Linked DNA regions of Mustela erminea: region 2 is linked to region 1. A link is a contact called in public Hi-C data. All regions are on one chromosome and are shown on one strand. The core of a region is the stretch at or near the end of the contact, and the rest is flanking DNA. Distances in the headings are between cores, read along the strand shown.

What was found. A called contact is a pair of places that touch in the nucleus more often than the background predicts.
Region 2: a contact with region 1 is called in a Hi-C map of fibroblasts, with 3 times the contacts expected there. The contact joins the promoter of DCAF17 here to the promoter of TLK1 in region 1. A contact is called at or near these places in 2 of 3 Hi-C or Micro-C datasets (fibroblasts and spleen).

Annotation. Positions count from the first base shown.
Region 1 is chr8:66,805,203-66,811,214 of mMusErm1.Pri, forward strand. It overlaps TLK1 (serine/threonine-protein kinase tousled-like 1), which reads right to left and starts at 3,642. Exons shown (of 21, transcript XM_032355916.1): 1 at 3,073-3,642. The coding sequence starts at 3,211.
Region 2 is chr8:67,029,534-67,035,907 of mMusErm1.Pri, forward strand. It overlaps DCAF17 (DDB1- and CUL4-associated factor 17), which reads left to right and starts at 4,619. Exons shown (of 13, transcript XM_032355923.1): 1 at 4,619-4,829. METTL8 (mRNA N(3)-methylcytidine methyltransferase METTL8) reads right to left here and starts at 5,348. Exons shown (of 10, transcript XM_032355927.1): 1 at 5,129-5,348. The coding sequence starts at 5,137.

The sequences.
Region 1 (6,012 bases), core at 2,392-4,891:
TCCCAGCTGAGCAGAGAGCCCAATGCGATGCAATGGGATGTCATGGGATGCGGGGCTCCATCCCATGACCCTGATATCATGACCTGAGCCGAACGCAGAGGTTTAACCCACTGAGGCACTCAGGTGCCCTCAAAATAGCCCATTTTCAAGGTTAAGTTTGCTTAAAAGCAGTTTATCACACAACTTTAAAATACATGTACACATACATATATGTGCCTTTTAAGTTTTTCTATTATATATTACATTAAATTGCTTCAATTTTTCAGAAAGTTTGTTCCCACCTTGATACATATAATCACATTCCACTAATATTAACTATTACTATTAACAGTCACCGTAAGTCCAATGCTCTTTCAACTTCCATCTATTTATGTACTAGTAATATGTATATCTACAAAAGATGCTAAACACTTGTTAAAATGAAAACTGGGATCTCACTTAATAGAAAATGTCTCCATCATTATGTCTAAGGTTTCATACAGGCAATTCCTGTTAGCATTAATGATATATGAGACTGTATCTTCAAGATAAATATATATAACCCTAGAGAAAATTAACAGTTTTAACTTACATACTGGTTGGCCAAAAATATATTACTGTGGCCACAGAGGTCTTGGTGAAATACCACAATCACAAGAGCATGTCTTACTTCAGTAACAAAAGATTCACTAATTTACTTTACATAAAAGTCTACTATAATCCAAACTTCTAGAAAGAATTCTATTTAGAAGTTCAAGCTAATTTATTCTAACCCCTAAGAATTTTCAATCATCAGGAAAACTGAAGAATAGTAGAGAAGTTTTTTTTTAATTTTTATTAACATATAACGTATTAGTAGCCCCAGGGGTACAGGTCTGTGAATCCTCAGGCTTACACACTTCACATCACTCACCATAGCACATACCTTCCCCTATGTCCATAACCCAACCACCCTCTCCCTACCCTCAGTTTGTTTTGTGAGATTAAGAGTTTCTTATGGTTGGGGCACCTGGGTGGCTCAGTGGGTTAGGCCGCTGCCTTCGGCTCAGGTCATGATCTCAGAGTCCTAGGATCGAGTCCCGCATGGGGCTCTCTGCTCAGCAGGGAGCCTGCTTCCTCCTCTCTCTCTGCCTGCCTCTCTGCTTACTTGTGATCTCTCTCTGTCAAATAAATAAATAAATAATTTTTAAAAAAAAAAAGTTTCTTATGGTTTGTCTTACAGAAGGTTTGTTTTTCTTTACAGTAGAAGTAACCTCAAAAACTCACAATCTAGACTTTGCAGCCCCAAATTACTAATGGTGATAGTTGATGTTACAGATGAACAATTCAACACTATGTCCTCAGTATCTAGTACAGTCCCTGGGTCACAGAAATGGCTCAATAAACATCTGAGAAACGAAAGAATGAAAAATAAAGATAAAGCCTTTAAAAAAAGACGGGCTTTTCCAAGACCATCACTTACCACCACTCATTACACTACCCCTGATAACACTATCATTAAGCATCTTAATGAAACTACAAAAATAGAAGCACGCTAAAAGCACCAACTGCTCTATGTACAAAATAGATTTTGAAACATTCATTTACAAATTTTCAAGTGCAAAAAGAAAAATCGCCAGATGCACTAAATTTGAATTAGTCAATAAATAAACTTTTATCTTCTAATAATCAGAACTCAGCGTTGAGGGTGAGATGTAAAAGGGGGAAAATGTCTGTCGGTGCATTCAGCATGTTTAATGGATGCCATAAATCAAACCTTTCCATGAATTTTCTGGAGCAAATTCATGCCAATCTTTGAGCCTATTGTCACTTTCACACATGCTCACAGGAACAAAATGACAAAGAATGCTATGCCTGAACCACCAGATTCAGAGCACAAAACACTTGATTTACAATTGTCAAGGCTGGGTAGTAAATATTGAGAGATATTTTAAAAATAAATTAACCCCACCATTTCCTACATAAATCAAAGCTCCTGGTTTCTTTGAAGGATTCATCACTCTTGGACTTCCAGACGTTTTTTGAAAATGTGGCTACAGTCCCCTTGTGAGACACAACTGGGAGTGAACAACCCATTTACCAATTGCTGATGAATACCGCTGAACGTTTTCCCAGACAAAAGAGCGTTAAACGCTATTCAATGCATATTTATTCTTCCCTCATAAATGCGCGTTCTCCCAAATTTCATTTTATGTCGTATACTTAAAGTTAAATACAGTAAGTTGAAATTTTAGTCAAAAAGCACTCCTGCGTCTTACTAGCTGTGTAACTGCTACATCTGGTGGCAGCACACTTGCATGCAAGAAACCAGAAAACTTAGAAAACAATTGTAACCGATCTGGTGCGTGTTTGCATTAACCTTTACGCCGGTATTTCCCACAAAACCCACGACCCTGTCAGAGAACAGTAGTCTACTTGCAGAAAAGAGATAACGCACAAACACGCAGGAGGTGATGGCGAAGGAGAGAAAGTTGCAGCCATCTGGAGGGGGTGGTTTTAAAAGCCTGCCCACGAGTCAGTCTGTCGTTCAAATTGCTCTAAAGGGCCAGGCAGCGGATCAAAGCCGGCTTTGATAATTTAAGCGACTCTCCCGAAAGGGCAGGGACCCTGCTAGCGAGGGCATCCTCCAGGTCCCGGGCTGCAAAGCTCGCAGAGCGGGGACCGCCTCTATGGGAGGAGTGCGCGAGGGAAGGGGAGGGGGCTCAAGGATGAATGCTTCAACCAGAGGGAAAACCCACCAGAGACCGGAGGCCAGGAGGTTAAGAGTACTGAGTGTACTGGCAAATGGAGCAGAAAGGGGCTGGCGTCCGGGGGGGGGAGGCTTCCCACCCTAGCAGTCTTGGCTCTTAGGAACCCCATACGAGTCTGCGCGCCTCGCCCCGTCCCCTCCAGCGCGCACCCCCTCGTCCGTCGCCGCCGCCACCCGCGAACCACCACCCACAGCCAGTGCACCACCTCCCCGGAGCCGGGCGGCCTCGCGTCCACCCCGCCACCATCCCCCACCCTGGGGTCGAGGGAAGAGACCCGGGGGGCGCGGGGGCTACGGCGCGGGAGAGGAGGCCCGCAAGCGGGCGCGGGCGCGACGGCGCTTACCTTCCCTGGGCCTCCCGGATGGCGGCGTGTGATTCAGCAGGGACCTGGCCGCCGCCGCCGAGCCCGGGGTTGGAGACGTGGAGAGCTGGGACCAAGATGGCGGCCCCTCCAAACTTCCACTGCTACTTTGGACACTCATCAAGCTACTTTCTGGGAACCCGACTCCCCCCCTGCGACGGCAGCGGCGGCAACGGCACCGGCACCCGCCTCCGTCATGGCGGGGGCCGCGCTGAGGGCGAGCGAGGGAGCGAGGGCTGGGAGGGGAGAGTCAAGGGGATGGGAGAGGAAATCGAGAAGGGGGAGGTAGGGAGGGAAGAGGTGAGGGGAGGAGAGGGGACGGGGAGGAGGAAAAGGGGGAGAAGCGAGGGAGCAGGCGGGTGCGCCGGGGAAGAGGCGGAGGGAAGGCGCGCGGCGGCGGAGGCGTCGAGGGGGCGCCCGCCGAAGTGCAGGCGGAGTGCGGGCTGCGCCGGCTGAGGAGACTTCCGCGAGCGGAACCTGCCGGCACCTCTGCAGTGCGTCGGCCCCCGGCGTCGCCTGGGTGGCGGCGGCGGGCGGTGGGTGGCGGCTGAGGCGGCGGGGTAACCTCTGCATCAGTTACAGGCGGCGGCGGCGTCACGCGCCGCCTGTGCAAACACTATCGCGAGGCTCCTGCGCCTCCGGTAGCGGCGGCGGCGGCGGCCGCGGGAGCAGGCATGGGGGAGGGACCTGCCAGGGGTTGGGGGCGGGGGGGTTGGGAGAGGGAGCCAGCGCGCGAGGGAGGGAGGAGACGCGGGAGCCGGGCGCCCCTGGCGCACCCGCGGATAGCAGCGCGGCGCGGGAGCCGGGGGCTGGCCGACTCGCGTGCGCGGGGGCCGGCACCCCGCGCCGGCCGGAGGGAGGCGCACCCCGCACGCGCCCCCGCCGCGTCGCTCGGGCTCCGGCTCCCGCTCCGCTGCCACCTGACTCCCCCGCCCCCACCTCCCGCGGAAGCGCGCCTGGTTCCCGACCTAGACCCAGCCTGGGGAGAAATGCTTTTGCTCTCGCCGGGCTGTCGTTCTCAGGAGTTCGAGGTGATCATTTCTCAAAATGGAACTGAGAAGTTAAGAGTTGCTTCTTTCTTCCCCCTCTGTACCGTGCAAAAAAAAAAAAAAAAAAAAACCTGCGTGCGTCTCCCCGTCTGCAGAATGGGGAGTGATTACCGAATAAAAGAGCTAAGAAACTAAGTTGGGGGCGAAGGTGGGTGAAAATAAAAACTTTGAATGTTTTCAAAAGAAAGAATCTTTACTGGTGTTGTGTACTCTGTGTGGTATAGCAGCTCTTTAAAACAAAACAAAAAAGCCCCAGTAAATTGACAATCTAAATAGAAAATTTTTATTAACTCACATATTTAAGGAAACTATCCCGTGTTCATCTTGTGGAAGAGGGTATGGTTTCTAGAAAGTTCCAATTTGTTTCCATGCCACTGCTGAGTCCCGGCTAGAAAATCCCAAGGAAAATTACAGCATTTGCTATAACTTACAGATACAGTGTAGCTTTCTACACACCCACACACGTAAGACACACCAGGGATTGGGCATCTTGTTCATAAAAGAGCAGTCTAATAGTTCAGGGAAAATACAGCAAGGTTATTGCTCTCTAAAAAAAAAAAAAATTGAATAGAACACTAAACAGATTATGATATAGAGCAACTGCATAGACAGGAGGAAATGGTATGATTACCAGGGGAACAAAAATGTCATTTCTATTTTTTATTTTTATGACTTTGCATTTCTCACAGTAATGTTGTGTTCAGATAAACTATCATACTAGAATAGAACCTTGGTTGTCAGTTATCTCCAGAAGTAATTTTAGGTTTCTTATGCTTCAGATTCTTTAGTGAGTTTTTAGTCATGTTCTTTTCAAACTAAAAGGCAGAACTCACAAATTAAACAGTTTTTGTGAAGTGTAACTGACATACAATAAACATATTTAAAGTGTACAGTATGTATGTTTTGATGTGTATACAACCATGAAGCCAATTCTACAGTCAAGATAATGAATATGTCTATCAGTCTCCACAGTTTCCTCTACCCTGTTGATGTTCTCTCACACTCCAACCCCTTCCCCAAGTAACCACACATCTGCTTTCTGTCACTTAGTTTGCAATTTCCAGAATTTAAATAAATGGAATCTAGTCTGTCCTTGTCTAGCTTCTTTTTCTCAACATAGCTGAGTTGCATCTACATTGTTGCATTTTTTTTAATTGCCTAGTATTCCATTGTATGAATATACCGTCTTGGTTGATCCATGCACCTGCTGAAGAACAATTGCCACATTCAGGGTATTACCCATAGTGCTACTGTGAACTTTCCCTCCTGTAGAAGTGTTTGTGTGGACATATGCTTTCTTTTCTCTTAATATTAATATTCGACTTTTATACCAAATTCATGCACTCTAAGGGGAAGCAGAGTTTCTCTAAAAAACATGTAGGTAAATGTATGATCTTTCTGTATTTTAAGACTAAGCTTAGCTGATTGTGGTGAGAGGAAAACAGAGGAAAGAGCAAAACAGAGGAAGTCAAGACAGCTGGGAATTAGTCTCAGCAGGTAACAATCCCTCCTGATTCAATTTCCTCACCTGTGAAAAAGAGAGTAGTGTCACTAGGTGGTCTCTAAAGGGCCTTCCAATGCCTAAACTTCATACAGAGCTTAGCTCCTCTATGGTAGTAAACAAAACCCAACCAAAGAGATTTGATGGTAGGTTATCTTCCTCCCAGCCTTCTCCACAGCTTCAAGTTATCTTTACGCCAACCAGGCGCCTTAACCTAAAAATGGAATACCATGCCATCATTTAAAATCAGGTTTTCAAAGAATACTGAAATAGATGACAAAATGTTCACACTGTAGTAAGTGAAAAGGTATGACCCCAATTTGTGTATAAGCATACATAACAAATGACTCCAAGGTTATATCCCAAACAGTT
Region 2 (6,374 bases), core at 3,369-5,868, 230 kb after region 1:
AAATTTTTTTATCTTTTTAAAAAGATCTTATTTATTTATTTGAAGGACATAGTGAGCAAGAGAGAGCATAAGCCAGGGGAGGGGCAGAGGAGAAGGAGGAGCAGACTCCCTGTGGACCAGGGAGCCTGATGTGAGACTGATCCCAGGATGCTGGGATCATGAAATGAGCCAAAGGCAGACGCTTAACCAACTGAGCCACTCAGGCACAGAATATTTTATTTTAAAGAGGAAAGAAAGTTCTGGGAACCAGGAGAGACATAAAGGAGATGTCAAAGTTTTAGGTAATGTCCTGGGTCTTTCTTATAAGTTGATGATAAATATATGGGTATTCCTTTTATAATAATTATTTATATATTATGCTCTGTTACCTACACATGTTTTTGTTTATTTGTTTGTTTTTTAAGATTTTTATTTATTTGAGAGAGCCAGTAAGCTAGAACCTACAAGCAGGGGGGCAGCAGAGGGAGAAGGAGAAGCAGGCTCCCTGCTGAGCAGGGAGCCCCATGCAGGGCCCTATCCCAGGACCCTAGGACCATGACCTGGGACCAAGGCAGATGCCCAAATGATTGAGCCACCCAGGCATCCCATACATGTTTTTTAAATAATAAGATAATTTAAAAATAAGAATAGTTGACAGACTTTACTACCAACCTTTAAACCTAAATCTTTCTGGATTTTATACATGCATGAATGTACTCCATGTTCAAACAAATATGAAAATATACTGAGAAAAGGAAACATAAAAACCAAACTTGTGGTCAAAAGCCTCAATAATTTAAAAATAAATTTCCAAAAGTGATTCTCACCTAAACTATACCAATTACCTGTTAAATGGTCTATTTCATTCTTGTTCCTAAAGGGAATGTCCTATCACTAGTGATTTTTCCATTAAATTACCATGGTCCCACATGCTCTGACTCCTGACCCACTGGGACCTGATTTTATTTCCTTCTTCCCACATGTCCTAACCACAGAACAGATCCTAACATTCCTTAGCATTAATATCTAAAAAGCTGATGTGTAAGTTTAATAAAAGGTAGATACTGCTTCATAGACATCACATTGTAAGTTGTTCCCTGCTTTCCATTTGTTCTGAGGAGTTTAGGGATGCTTATTTGTGGTTCTGCTTAATACGATTTCACTTGAATCTTTTCTTCATTGTTAGTATCTACTACACTAGAAGCCTTATCAACTCTACTTCCAAAATATATCCTGAATCTGTTCAGTTCTTTTCATTTCTCCTGCTACCATTCCAGCCCAAACACTATCATTGGTTACCTGAACCAAATGAACAGCCACCTGTTTTCCTTGCTTCCATTCTTGTCTCCCCACAGTACATTCTCCACATTATAGACATCAAGATTTTATTATAACACAAATCAGATCATGTCACTCTCTTTGTTCAAATTCTCCTTTGGCTTTCTATTACAATAGAATAAAATCCAAAATTCCTTCCAGCCTACTTCTCCAAGTTCATCTCTCTCATGCACACTAAAGCACCACACTGACCTGACAGTTTTAGAAAAAACCAAGGCTGTTATTGCCTTGCAGACACATTCAAGCATCTTCCTGCCTGGACTACTTTAACCTCAGTTTTTTGCAGACTGGCCCATCCTCATTATTCAGGGCTTAGCTCAAAAGTCCATTCTCTTAAAAAAAAAAAAAAAAAAAAAAAAGTTCAATCTCCAAAGGCCTTCTGTGACTACTTTGGCTAACACAAAGCTTCCAAACACACTCTATCAAACACATCACCCTGTTTTATTTTCATTACAGCCCTTATCACTACCTGAAATCTTATTTTAAAAATCTAGGTATTTATTGTCTATCTCCCTCCATATGTAGGGACCTTGTCACTGTTTGACCTATGCCAAAATAGTTCCCAGTATAATGTACATGAAAATAATTACATGCTGACTAAATGACTTCTTGTGGTTTTGGTTCAAGTTTATCTCTGAACAAATGTTCAAGTTTAATAACCTGAATGCTTTATTCGGTTATACTATGCTTCTTTAAACAAAGTATATGAACAAAAAGCATTTTACTAACTTTCGAATTCATATCTCTTCTTCTCAATCTTTAAAATATCATGGTAGGGGAGCCTGGCTGGCTCAGTCCGTAGAGCATATGATTCTTGATCTTGGGGACATGAATTCGAGCCTCATGTTGGAAGCAGATTACTTAAAAAAAAAAAAAAAAAAAATTAAAAAATACATTTAAAAAATCATGATAAATATGGTTAATTATTCTGTAAACACAAAGGCACAGACTGAAAAAGAAAAAACAAAAACAAAAAACAATGTTTGTTTTATGTCTCAAAAGAGAAGGTACTTCCAAACCCTAAACTAGGGATATCTGTGCAAACCAATTTACTGTCAACAAATGGAAAAAATATCTACTTTATAGGTAGAACTGTTGGGGATTTAAGTTTTTAAAAAGTTATTTCTTCTTATGAACATTGTGGTTTCCTACTGATTTGAAGAATAAAGGGATTCTATACATTGTCCTTAGAATAGTCATTTAATCAACGTATATATGCACCCTTCATATACAGCCTAAAATGTGGTCAATGCATATGTATGTTGAATGAATGAATGGACTACTCTAAAAACAGTATGTTGGGGGGCACCTGGCTAGGTCAATCAGTAGAACAAGTAATTCTTGATCTTGGGGTCATGAGTTAAAGGCCCATGTTGGGAATAGAGACTCTGGGTTTTTTTGTTTTAAAGCTTTCATTTATTTATTTGACAGAAAGAGAGATCACAAGTAGGAAGAGAGGGGCAGAGAGAGAGGGGGAAGCAGGCTCCCTGCTGAGGAGAGAGCCCAATGCCAGGCTGGATCCCAGGACCCTGAGATTATGACCTGAGCCGAAGACAGAGGCTTAAGCCACTGGGCCAACCAGGCACCCCTAGGGAATAGAGCCTCCTTTAAAAAAAGAGAGAGAGAGAGAGAGAGAGAATAAAAACAATATGTTGGGAAAACAGACAAACAACAATTCTAATATAGTGCAGCAAACAATGTATGCAGAGTAACATGTTAGAAGAGGCAAGACCATAACTAAAGTGAAGGGGTCAGGAAAAGTGTCGGAGTAGAGCTGTGATACCTGGGATGAGTCATGAGATAAACAGAAAAGAGAAAAAAAGGAAGGAAGCATCAAAGATACAAAGATGTATCTTTGAGATGCAAAGATACACTGGCTTAAGCAAGTGAGCAACATTCAGAACCACAATAGCAAATGTTAAGGATGGGCAAAGAAATAAGGCTGAAAGTGTGGGCAAGATGCAGATAACAATGCCCTGATACTACTTTAAGAGATTCAGATTTTGTCTTATAAGGCACCTACACAGACCCCAGATGTAGCCCCAAGGCCATGTTTCTCCTAGAGAAACCTTTTATTTTCAGCTTTGATTAAAATAAAAAACAAAAACATTTTTTAAAAGGATATTCTGGATCATCTGAATGGCCACCTTTTAACTGATTACTGTCATAAGATTTCAGTTCACATCTTTGTGTTCAGCAGTGCACTGGCAAACAACTGGTACCATTTGTGACTGGCACAGGTTAATGAGAAAGAAATGGGAACTACTTTATGTAAAGAATGGTGTTTGACAAGTGAAGGTCAAATAAAATCATGACACGTTGAATAAAGGAAAGCTTTGCAGTGGTTTAAAGAAAGAAAAAGACAGACCCTTTCTAAGGAAATTATGCTATGGAGAACAGTGAACATTTGCTTTTGAAGCTTATTAGGTCCAGCAAAAACAGTCTCATTGGTAACAAAGAATATGTATTCATTTGAATTTATTTGTTTTATAATTGTGCTTCATTTAACTTATAACTGGAAGTTACAGTCGTATAAGATATACAACATAAGGAGTTTATATATAGTTTTATATTTGCATATATTTAACATACTGAAAATATTTTAAGTTAACAATAGAGAATCCTGGGTATCGACTCAGGCTTGAGAAATTCTGTTCTGGGAGCCACTGAAAGATGTTACTGAAAAAATGACAAATTTGTGCTTTAGAAAAACCACTCTGCAGCAGCATGGAGGGTTGGAATCGCAAGTACTTAAGCAAGGCAAGAAGGAGGATACTTAATATAATAATGTGATAAAATTGTGAGGCCCTAAATTACTTAGGTGATATAAAAAGGAGACGGATAGGAGTTAGAGTCAAAAAGATCTGGTTGTGGGTGAGGAAAGGAAGGTATTCAGGAGGACAGCCCTCTGGGTGAGTTGGTGGTAGGATAAAAACCACAGGAAGACAAAACAAGTGAGGGTGAAGGGGAATGAGAAGTGAGAGATGATGAATTTAAGTCAGCAATGATTTGAATTTCATTCCATCCAAAGAAAATCCAGTTCTCGTTTCTGGGTCCCAGTTTTCTCGGTGACAGCTGCATTCATGAATTACCAAATTAACTATTATAGCGCGCTCTAAAAATACACATAGCACTCCACAGTATGCTGTAAATAAGTCATGAAAAATCAGCAAAAGCCCAGACCCTGAAGGAAATTCGGCAGGGTTAAAAAGAGATGTGACAAATTGTTACTCAACACTTAAATTGTGACCCAACGCACTCACCCAGTACGGTACTCTGCTCTGTCAGTCAGAGGCGATCGTTCTCTCGCCCAAGTAGGAACGAGAGGTGGCGAGCCGAGCCCACGTGGAAGATGCAAAGGCACCACCCTCAAGGGGCTCGCAAAGCAATGGGGCACACCGAGTGACCGATTACTGAAAATGTAGTGTCGTGGGAACTTTGATCCTACAGGCAGGGGTCGCTGACAAAGTTACCTTTTACTTAGACGAATCAACGTGGAATATCTTAGTCCGGTAAGAATGTAAACATTTCCTATTTTATTACCAAAAGAAGGAAAGGGGAAGAAAAAAAAAGAGGAAGAAGAGGCGAGAGGAAGGAAAATAATTATCGCGAAACCAGCCTGTGTCCCCGCAGGCCACGGAAAGGCGAGCTCTGGAAAAGAGTAATTCAACCCTAGTTCGGTGGGAATGCAAGCATCTTCCACCACTAACTCATCATTCAATAACATAATGTTCCTAGACCCAAAATGTTTAACCGTCAACCTCATCCACAACGTCCAACGTGCGACTGGGGGGAAAGCCGCGGGGCGTACCTTTAGCATGGACGCTGCTTTGGGGGAGGGGGGTCGCACTCGATACAGCGCCCCTCTCGGCACCCGGCCAGGGCCTCCCAGAACGAAAGTCGGGGGAGTGAGGGTACCGGGGCGGCACAATTCGTACTGTAAACCGACACCAGGAGGCGGCAGCACAGCGCCCCCGGAGCTCTGCCCCGCGCCGCGTGCAGAGCCGGAAAGGGGTGTCCTCCGCACAGCGCAGCCTCTTCGCGGCCGGGCTGGGCGGGGCCACGACTGGTTGGAGGCAGGGCCGACGCAAGAGCTCCCTTCGCGCCGCCTGATGGGAATTGTAGTTCTGGGGATTAGCCAGGCTCCCTCAAAGGGCTCTGGGAACTACACTTCTTGTTGAGCGAACGGCTCCGGCAGGCCGCGCGTTACGGGGGCGTCACACTGCCCGCACCTGGGTCCAGAGCTGCAGAGTGTTTGAGGGGCAGGTCGGAGGGGGGTGCCTTTTCCTTCACTCTGCGCTCAGGTGGTGCGGATCCGTGTTATCTCGCCCCTCTGCCGTGCGCTCCTGGCCCGGCTCCCGGTGTCCGCTTTTCCTGGGCCCCTCAAGGAGTTGGGGCCTGGAGGTTCGGAGGTAACGGCCGCTGCCTGGCGCGGGAGCGAGGGGCGCTCCCCTCTTCAGCCCAGCCAACCCCGCACCTGGCCCTTGCCTCCATGGGCCCAACTCAGAAACCCAACGTGTGCCGCCAGCTGAGTCGCCGGGCGCTGGGCTTCTTCTCGCGGGACGCAGGCGTGGTGCAGAGGACGAACCTGGGCATCCTGAGGGTGCTGGTGTGCCAGGTGATCGCCGGCGGCTGGGAATGGGGCCAAGGGCAGGGGGCGACTGGCGGCCAAGCCTCCTCCCGGGGCGCAGTTTTTATGTATTAGAGCCCTCTTTTAAGAAGATCACATGTCTTGAGCAGGGGAATCCAGGCCCTGAACCTGGGGAGTTAGTAAATATCTGTTAGAACCGGCAGATGCTTTTAGTTTTTAAGCTTCTTATGTCTTCCTGCAAATGATCTTCCAGAAATTTGGTCACCCCGCTTAACACGTGAGGGCAGAGTGAGGAAGATAGGAACATAATGTTTTAAATAACGTACGTAGGATTACTTTGAATACTGTAGGTTTAACTATCCCACTTAAAATCGGTGCACGGTAGAGACTTACGAGTTATTCCTTAAACCAAAATTCCTTGTCTTTCAGGAAAGTACTAAATTTAAGAATGTGTGGACAACTCATT